Linked DNA regions of Anas platyrhynchos: region 1 is linked to region 2. The links are chromatin contacts, called in public Hi-C maps. All regions are on one chromosome and are shown on one strand. Each heading gives the region's core, a stretch centred on a gene start, on an enhancer-like site or on the middle of the called end of the contact. The rest is flanking DNA. Distances are from core to core; before and after follow the strand shown.

Evidence for each region. A called contact is a pair of places that touch in the nucleus more often than the background predicts.
Region 1: a contact with region 2 is called in a Hi-C map of skeletal muscle, with 6 times the contacts expected there. The contact joins the enhancer-like site here to the promoter of MCFD2 in region 2. A contact is called at or near these places in 5 of 8 Hi-C or Micro-C datasets (F1 follicle, liver, skeletal muscle and 1 more).

The regions. Positions count from the first base shown.
Region 1 is chr3:39,051,224-39,055,629 of IASCAAS_PekinDuck_T2T, forward strand. No RefSeq gene overlaps it. Among named protein-coding and RNA genes, the nearest start is that of SOCS5, 50 kb to the right of the region's middle. Within about 2 kb of position 3,083, at least 4 of the 8 cell types and tissues checked have an H3K27ac peak or open chromatin away from gene starts, as enhancers often do. A contact at or near this core is called in F1 follicle, where this site is marked.
Region 2 is chr3:38,967,087-38,972,011 of IASCAAS_PekinDuck_T2T, forward strand. MCFD2 (multiple coagulation factor deficiency 2, ER cargo receptor complex subunit) reads left to right here and starts at 1,670. Exons shown (of 3, transcript XM_005009819.6): 1 at 1,670-1,963; 2 at 2,415-2,574; 3 at 3,884-4,925. The coding sequence starts at 1,692. The coding sequence ends at 4,015. TTC7A (tetratricopeptide repeat domain 7A) reads right to left here and starts at 1,562. Exons shown (of 20, transcript XM_027454067.3): 1 at 1,360-1,562; 2 at 379-542. The coding sequence starts at 1,510.

The DNA of each region.
Region 1 (4,406 bases), core at 1,833-4,332, 86 kb after region 2:
AAGGCAGAATGATGTGGATACTCACTGCTCTGTCCCCAGGGAGGAAGTAGGAGGCACAACAGAGAGGATCCCAAGCTGCAAGCCGCAGGGGGGATGAGGAAGGCCCAGCAAGGCCAGGCTGGAGGTGACCCCACAAGGCCAATGGCCTTGGCCACCTCCGCCTGCAGAGGACATGGATGGGCTGGCTGCTGCTCCCCTCCCCAAACCACCTTTGTTAGTGAGTGTTCTGCACCTTCCCCTCCCCAGTATTGCAGCATGTGGCAGCAGGAGCATTGATTGGCACCTGAGGGAAACACTTGGCCCTGCTCCAAGGGGTGAGTCTCAATGAGTTGGTTGTTAGAGAAAGCCAGCAGTGGCAGCCCAGCATCAAACAGTCCCGTCCCCCCCCCCCCAACATTGCACTTTTCCTCCTCTTGTTTTCCTGTCCTCTATATCAATCCATTACTTCCATCTGCTTCAAACCAAATGTGCCAAATAAAAATGGAGATTTTCTTCTTCTTCTTCTTTTTTTTTTTTTTTTTCTAGAGCAAATTAGGCAGCTGGAGGTTACATCTCTTTTGAAAATTGACAACCCATTACCAGGCATAATGCAAAGCAGTTGGCTGCACACACAGTCATGCAATGTTTTGCTGGGCTGATGCAGCAAAATCAAGGAACTTGTGCCTTGTGCCCAGCTGCAAATGCCGGCAAGGCTCCAGAACGCCACCAATTTTACAACGGCTGTCACACCAGAGGAGCTTATCCTCCCAGACAGTGGAAGTGCACAATTAGGTCACATTAAGCACTGAGAAAATACCACAGCGGTTCCACACGACAACTGAAAGCGAGCAACAATGGGAAACAGCTCCTGGCTGGCAGGAGCACTCTGGGCATCGGGACATATTTTCTGTTAAGCACTTGCATGTGAAGGATGTGGGTGCAGGATGGGAGCAATCACCCGGGCAGAGGGAGGCATGATGCTTTCCCACCAGGCAGTGAAGCAAGACAGCGATGCACAGTGCACGGGTAGCTTCATCCCCAGCGAGTCGCTGCTACCCTGGCATGCACAGAAGCAGAGGAGCCAGATCCCTGCCCCTCACTGCTCATTTTGGTACATCCCTGGTTCCTCCAGGAGGGCTTACTTCAGGGTCAGAATGAACACACTGAGGAGCAATGCTCACAGCTGGGGCTTCAGTCTTAGGTAGGGTTCTTTTGTCCATACAGCACCAAGCACAGTAACTGGAGCTCCCAGTCCTACCACAGGAGGAAGAGCATCTGAAGTCTCTTTATCGTTGCACCTACTTGCTACAAAGCCTGTCTTTGGGCAGAGGTGGAATAGCAAGGAGAACACAGCCCATTCTGCTCACAGAAAGCCTCTTGTGTCCTATCAGCATCACCTAATTACGCTTGGTTGATTTCAGCTTTGAAAAGCTGAAATGAAAGGTGGTCGTTGTGTTGGCTCTTAGTGTAGTTACAGGTAACAGGCAGCCTGTTGCACAATGTTTGGTGCTCACCGCAAAGCTATCGTGCTGAAAAGTTTCTATTCCACTGCCACACCAGTGCTAGTTATTAAAAACATAAATAGAAGGGTTTTGTGCAGGACCTCAAAAACAGGGCAACTCTGTATGGAGGAAAAACTACAGACACCTTCAACACTGTGGAAAATGCTGGCCTGTGTATTTAACTCCTGCGCACCACAAAGTTACTTGTGGGGGTTGCAGATTAGAAAAGCATGTTTAATTTTGCCTGGGATCAAACACATGACCATTCTGCAGCAGCAAGCAACACACCTCCGAGATGTCAACACGAGCAGCGCAGCTCTCTCAGCACCTGAATTAACGACACAATTCTTGAAGAAATGGGAAAGCGGAAACTTTTCACCACGTTATTTCCAGTGGAAATACTAGTTGTTGTGATCAACGCTCCTGTTGCAACATCGCCTTTATGGGTGTGCCTTCACAGAGCATCTCAGCTCCGCTCGCACACCTCCAGGCCAGCAGATGAAAAGCCTGCAGCGCACCCCAAGAGAAGGCAGCGGAGATGCGCTCAGGACGCGGGTCCGGAGCGGAGCGGAGCCGGCGAAGGGGTGGCGGCGGGGCCGGGCAGCCGCGGGAGGTGCCGCGGGGCCGGGCTGGCAGCGCCGCCGCACTCCCTCTGGCGGCCGCGGCGCGCTTATACCGGCACGGAGCCCCAGACCCAACCACCCCTCCCAACCTTGGGCTGGGAGAGGCTGGAGGCAATGAAGAACGAATATCTGACACCTGCTAGCATCAGAGGAAGAGTGTTGAGTGTAGCTACATTCACTTCTCCTTACCGTGACTCATTCCTAGCTCACCATGCCGCCATTTAGCCTCAGCCTGCTTTGGGTTTCCTGCAGTAATTTGATTTGCATGCTCTGGGTTTCTGATCAGATCCCATCCGCTGCAAGTGCTGTGTTGTCTTAGCGCCACACTGTAAGTAAAGACTGGAAAGCCTCCAGCCAACAGACACTCAAGAAAAAACTAAGATTTCTTTGCTGTTCATGCAGTTTTCTCGAGCTGCTTGAACAAAAGTTATTGGTGGCTATTTTTTAAATGAAAGAAGTAGTGAGAAAATAACTTTGTGGCATATTGGGCTAGCAGATTGTTCAGACATTGTACAGTGACAATAAAGCCTTTAGGATTCGTTGACTGACATATATAATGAATGTAGCTGTCAAACTTTTGTGCAGCAATTTTATTTTGCATTGACGAGCTATTTCACTGGGCAGGGTTTTGCATAAGAAGAATAATTCACGTTGTTGTGTTGCTGCTATTTACAGAGCACAGAGGACAGTGGAATCATTACAATATAAATATTAATATTCAAATTTCTTTTGGAATACATAATTTTGTATGCAACGTATACTACGCATACATCTTGGTACAGGGAAAGAGGCATTGTTCTGCAGAGAGAAGGGGGGCCTGGAGCTGCTGGGGTTTGTTGTTCATTCACTGATTCATTATGTGGCCTTTGAAAAGGCACTTAGTCATTCTGCAGTTTAATTTTTCTCTCTGTAGAAAGGGGAACAATGCATCAACACAAACTGTTCCATGGTTTTTGCACTCACTGTTATCTGTTGGAGTTGTTGAAGTCACAGAGACAGCTCAGGGTCAAGGGGCTTGTCTGAGCAGTCCTCATGCACAGGAAGCCCAGAGGCAGGAAACAGCTCTGCTCTTCTGAAATGTCCTCTTTTTCCTACCAAGGCAGTGGCAGGGTAAATTTGGACTACCTAGCACAGCAGTTGCTTGTGCCTGTTACCTTACTTTTGTTATGAACAATGACTTGCCATGGGCAGAATATACACTGAAATCACTAGCCTTGAAGAGAACAGAAAACAACCAAGCAGGCAAAGCAGAACATAGAGAAAAAAAGAAAAAGAGAAAGGAAAAAAAAAAGAGTATAAGCAAGGATGAATCTCACACTGCATTCACTATGCAGTCAAGCCTATAAGCAGGTTGTGTATCTAGGGGTAGGAAATCACAAAGACATCTCCTGTTCCCTGGAGGAAGGTAAGCAACTTCTGCAATTGCCTTCATAGACTATTATTAGAACCACACCGAGGCTGAAGTACCCTGTGCCCAAAGCCACATCATGCAAACTCTGTGTACATAAAAAGAAACACTCACAGGTCTGCAGTTAATAAAAATGTTGGGCCCATGCTCTGGTACCAGTGTCGTTTGAGAAAGCTGCTGAACAAGTGACGTTCTGGAAAGGACTTGCAAAGAACAAGCTTGGAAAAGGCACAATAATCCAGCTTGAGGGCTGAGGTCAGTAAGCACACATGATTATATTTATTTATTTATTTATTTTTAAGAGTGTGACTGTTTTTGTTTCTTACTTTACTTATTTATTCATTTCCCTTTTAAAGGGAAATATCAAGAAATTCGAGAGATGGGAACTTCATCTCTGCTCCCAAAATAACAGTACTTTTTTTTTGACCAGAGAAGCCAGTTTGGCAAAGGGTGTCAGAGCAGTTCACAGTCTGTTTATGTACTAAAGCTCTGTATACAACTAAGAAGGAAAACAGGCACTGTATGAAACTGTACCTCCAGTCCTCAAAATGAAGAAAGGAGCCAGAGCAGAGAGGAGAGAAGTGGGAAGGAGCCTTCTTACCCACCCCACAGCCCTGTAAGACTTCAACAGAAAGATAAAGGGTAGATTTGAGCAATTCAAGGCAGCTGGAAGAGAACTGATGCTCGTGGGTTGCCGTCTTCACTATTTAAGATGAAGTTAACAACTGCACAAGGTGCACGCATGCAGGGATGTTCCTGCTTGCTATGAGCTGACAGTTTCTTAAAAGTGACGTTTGTGGTTGGAGTTGGTTTTCTGACAGGCAGTGCTGCCTCCCCTCCTGACTGTTATGGTGCTCAGCTTTTCCCGGTGTCTACAACAGAGAATGGCACATT
Region 2 (4,925 bases), core at 420-2,919:
TCTGTCCTGGTGTTGACCAGGTGCAATTCCCTCAGCCCCAGAGCGGCAGGAGGTTCCTCAGCCAGGCAAGCCCTGCAGCACCATTAGAAGGCCCTGCACCACGGCTGCAGAGAGCTCCTACATGCTCAGCCCACGTCTTTGTAATTAAAAAGAAGGATACATTTGTAATACCTAACCTGTTTGGATGTGAAAAAGCAATCTCTCAACAGAAGACACTGCAGAGGAGCATTGAATTACCAGGACATCAGTAACACCTATAAACACAGCACTGTACATAGAGGGACGTGATAAGGCAATGTCACCACCCTGTACCAGGCTAACAATCACGTGAAAAAAAGCATCAGGTTATCAGCAGTTACAGTGACAGAGCCCACTTACCCGCAGCTTTCCTCTGCTTAAGATGTTGGTCAGGCACTGCTTAGCCTCACCCAGTTTGGGCTCGTTCTTCTCTGTCAGGGGGATGGAGTCCTTCAGTTTGGCAAAGTTTTCCTGCAAGCATTCTTCCAGCAGGACTTCGGCAAGCAGCATGTTCCCATAGTCCTCTGAAAGCACATCCCACCCAAGCAGAAACATCACTGAGCATTTCTGAATGCTATTATCAGCGCTGCTTTATTTAAGTAGCATCACATTAACATTTAAACGGGATTAGGAGAAAACTCATCATCTGCAAGACACATAAATAGTAACTCTGAGGGGTGAGAGGAACTAGCAGAGGAAAAAGGGAAGTTGTGTTAACTCGGGGATATTGGGAACGTTGTTATCTATGAAAAATAAAGTGAGGCTTCCTTTTAATTAAAAGGATTTTTGCCTGATTGGATTGGTTCATTTTGGTGGCACAATTTACTCTTGTGTTGTCACTAATGTAAGAACTAAGAGTTGAAAAGGGGGCTTTGTGATGAAAAAGCATCAGATTTAGCAAGCATTTAACCACACGCTTAAGATTTAAAAGTGCACAGGAATATAAGTTTGCTGCAGATTCGGTATAAGGCATGAAGTTAGCTTACTGCAGAGCAGCAACCACATCAGAAGCTTAAATATTTTGCATTAAAGAACTGTTTTCTAGGAACTGTACGATGTAAATCTTGTTAAAAGACCCCACCGGCCAGCGCTGCTGCGGCTCCCGGCTGCATTCATTCAGGAGCACCTCACACAGTGCACTGAGCGGAATAGGGTAAGGACACCTCCCTACACCCCACCAGGGCACCCTGCCTTCCCCACAGCCCCTGGTGTCGCCCCCCGACACCGCGGGCACCCCTGCGGGCAGCGCCCTCTGAGGACGCGCCCCGCGGCTCCCCCAACCGCCGCTCGGCACAACCGGCACCCGGCGGGGCTCCCCCCTTCCTTCCTTCACCCCCTCACCGGCTTCCTCGGCGCCCGCCGCCGCCTTGCGCGGGGCCCTGCCGTGCGGCGGCAGCTGGTGGCGCAGCAGCTGCCGGAGCTGCGCCCAGTGCCGCTCGGCCCGGCAGCGCTCCAGCTCCCCGGACAGCTTCACGTGCCACAGCGCCGCCATCTTAGCGCCCCGCCGAGGGCGGCTCCGCGCCGCGCCCACCCCGCCGCAAGCCCCGCCCACATAGGGCGAGGCCCCGCCCACCGAGGGCGAGGCCCCGCCCCCTCCCCGCCGCACCTGCCAGGTGCAGCCGCGGGGCGGGGCGCTGAGGGGAGGGGAGCGGGCAGCGGGGCGGGGCGGGCGCATGCGCAGTGGGCCGGGAGCAGGGCCCCGCTGCACCTGGGGGCCAGGGCCGCCATCGCGCGGCGGTTTAACGGCCGCGGGCGGCGGTTTAACGGCCGGGCGCTCCGCGCTCTGTTTGTTGTTTCCTCTCCACAGGAGGCTCGCCATGGCCCCGAGGGGTGCGGGAGCGGCGCTGCTGTGCTGCTGCCTGGCCGCCTGCCTGCTGGGCGCCCCGGCGGAGGAGAGCCAGCCCGCGGGGATCCGCCTGGACAAGAGCCTGGTGCAGGACAAGGAGTACGTGAGGGGCAGGGCAGCCGGGGGGCGGCTGCTGGCCCTGCCAGGGGCTGGGGAGCCGTCAGCACAGCTCGCACCAGCGCTTCCTTAGCTGCCTAGTTGAGGTGTGAGGGTAAACGCGCTTCCTGCAGTCCCCTCGCGTTGGGGAACAGCCCCAAGGAGGCTCTGAGGGCTGCTTGGGGTGTTTTGATAACCAGTTCAGCAGGCCAGGAGCAAGAGGAATAGCTACCTGAGACACTAGAGGCCACTGCAGCACCTCTAAGGAGCAGCCGCTGTGCCTGCCTCGTTTCAGTGTAAAACTGTCAGCTGTCCTGCGTGTCCAGGGTGCTTTTAGAGACACAGTGCTTCCTGGGCACTTGGCTGCTTGAGCAAAGACTGCGTTTGATGTCAACAGAGAATTAAATATTAACTAACTGGCATGTCACTTGTTGTGTGTTGTTTTTTTTCTTAGCCACATCATGGAACATTTGGAAGGTGTTATCGAAAAACCAGAATCTGAGATGTCTCCACAAGAGCTGCAGCTTCATTACTTCAAAATGCATGATTATGATGGCAATAATTTGCTAGATGGGCTAGAGCTTGCTACCGCTATATCACATGTCCACAAAGAGGTAGGTGGTATATTGTAATGGCTTGTGCGTTTGCAAGCAGTTCTGACTTTCTTAAATCAGCTTTAGGTAGCATTGTCACAACACACCTTCAGTTACAGTAGAACAGTTTTGTGTGAAAACGAGACTGTTCCCCCTTCAGCTTGATTTATAAACGTACTAACTTTACCATAGTTTTTTCATGACACAGCACAGTTTTAAGGAGACTCCCCTGCAGTTTAAGCTTGACTGTGAGTGAAGACTGCAAATAATTTAACAAAGGGGATAAGCAGGGATGAGGAGAGGAGAAAGGGAAATTGTCCATAATAGAATTAGATTGATGTGTGATTATAGAAGTAGCATGTGACACAATGCTGCTGCAGGTTTTAAGCCAACTGTTTTCAGGCCCAAACTACCACTACCATGGATACACCAAATGTAAGAGACCTCTTGCACAAACTCAGCTTAGAAGAACCAGTCATGGTCTGCCGTTGTTTTCTTTACCATTTCTAAACATGTTTTCCTCCCAGCTACAAATGTTTAAGAACAAAAGCAAGTATGATCCTTAGGAAGACAACGCTTACAGAAAATCATGTACTGACCTTTCAGAAATTACAACTCAAAATAGCATAACTTTATATATACCTCTGGGGAAAAAAACAAAAAAACTTGTCAAGAACACAATAATGGCTTGCTGTTTCTTGTGCAAGGGCACTTCTTCTCATTCCCCTTTGTTCCTAAGAGGTGATACTAAGAATTTTACTATCTTTAAGCTACAACAATGTATTGAAGGTGCTGTTGTGTTTTTTTTTTTTTTAACTGCGAACTCCATATGTTACAAGTTCATATGTTACAAATATATGAAACATGTTACAAACATGTACATGTTACAAACATATGAAACATGTTATATGAAATATGTTACAAAACATATGTTACAAACTCCATATGTTACAAAGGATGATGTTTCTATACAGTATAGAAACTGTATGTCTGTGCAACATAAAGATTCAAATTAAGAATATGCCTACTAGGTTAGTCTATTGTTGTACATTGTGCTATTTAGCTTTTAGATCTCTTGGCTAAGAATATAAACTGGATGTAATGGATACAAAGCACTTGTTTTGAAGTACAGAGAACTTGGACTTAATAGCTTGCATCTGGTAAAAGTTCCATGTATTGGAACAAATGATTATATAAAACTTAGAACCACCTTAAACATCAAACACGAACTGCTTAACAAAAATTAGTTGTCAGTAATCTGTCACATGTGCCACTAGATGGGAAACACTGCTAAACTTGTTTCTTTTCTTTTTTTTTTTTTTTTTTGTAGGAAGGTGGTGAGCATACCCAGGCAATGAAAGAAGAAGAGCTAATTAGTCTAATAGATGATGTCTTGCGAGATGATGATAAGAATAACGATGGGTACATTGACTATGCAGAATTTGCAAAATCACTGGAATAAGGTTTTGCAGGGGGCTTGTTTCTCCCAGCTAAGTGGAAATGTGACCTGGTATAATGTGATGTATTACTCCTGTTGATCTTTGTGCTGCAGTGTTAGTGAGGAGAGGTGTACCAGTTGCAGCTGAATTTCCTTGAAAATTGTACCTGTTAAGGGGCTGGCTAATGCAGACTGATAGCCGTGTTTGACTAAATGGTTGAATCTTGAAGCACAGAAGCATCATCAGTATTCTCAAATTCCAATTTTTGACTATTGGGTTATATTGTACTTACTTGCTTACATCTTAAAATTATTTTTGCTTACATCTTAAAATTATAAAATACCTAGAAAGCAAGAAAAGATAACTGCATGTGTCAAGGAGATGACCGTATATCAAGGAGGAATTTCCTTACCTTCCCACTAATTTCAAAGGAGACTTGCATACAAGTACATGTGCTTAAAACAGCAATTGTAGAGGAAAAGTGTTTGAAAGTGACTTGTGTTGGAGGTCCCCATGACACCCTGTGGGCTTTTAACACTATGTTGCAAGAAATTGAGCATTTTTAAATAGATGTATATCCTAGTATACCCTCAAATGTTATATATAAATATGTATACGTGATTTTCAATTTATTCTCATCCTTCACAAATTTACTTTTTATATTGCATTTTACTAAATTTTTCTCTACCTTCCCTGGTCTCTTCTTACAAAAATGAAAGTATTTTATTACATTTATAATGTTGTATTAATGCTGCATAACATTTACTAGAGTAGCTTCTGCTATCTCGTTTTGAAGGTCATGTTAACAGTAAACCAATTTAATATGAAAGATTCAGTTCAATTTGATTCTTACAGTATTAGCCAGCAGGATAATCTGTGAGCAAGTAATGCTGCCTTGTTGAGGTTCAAGTTCATTTTCCTTGACGCTTAAAT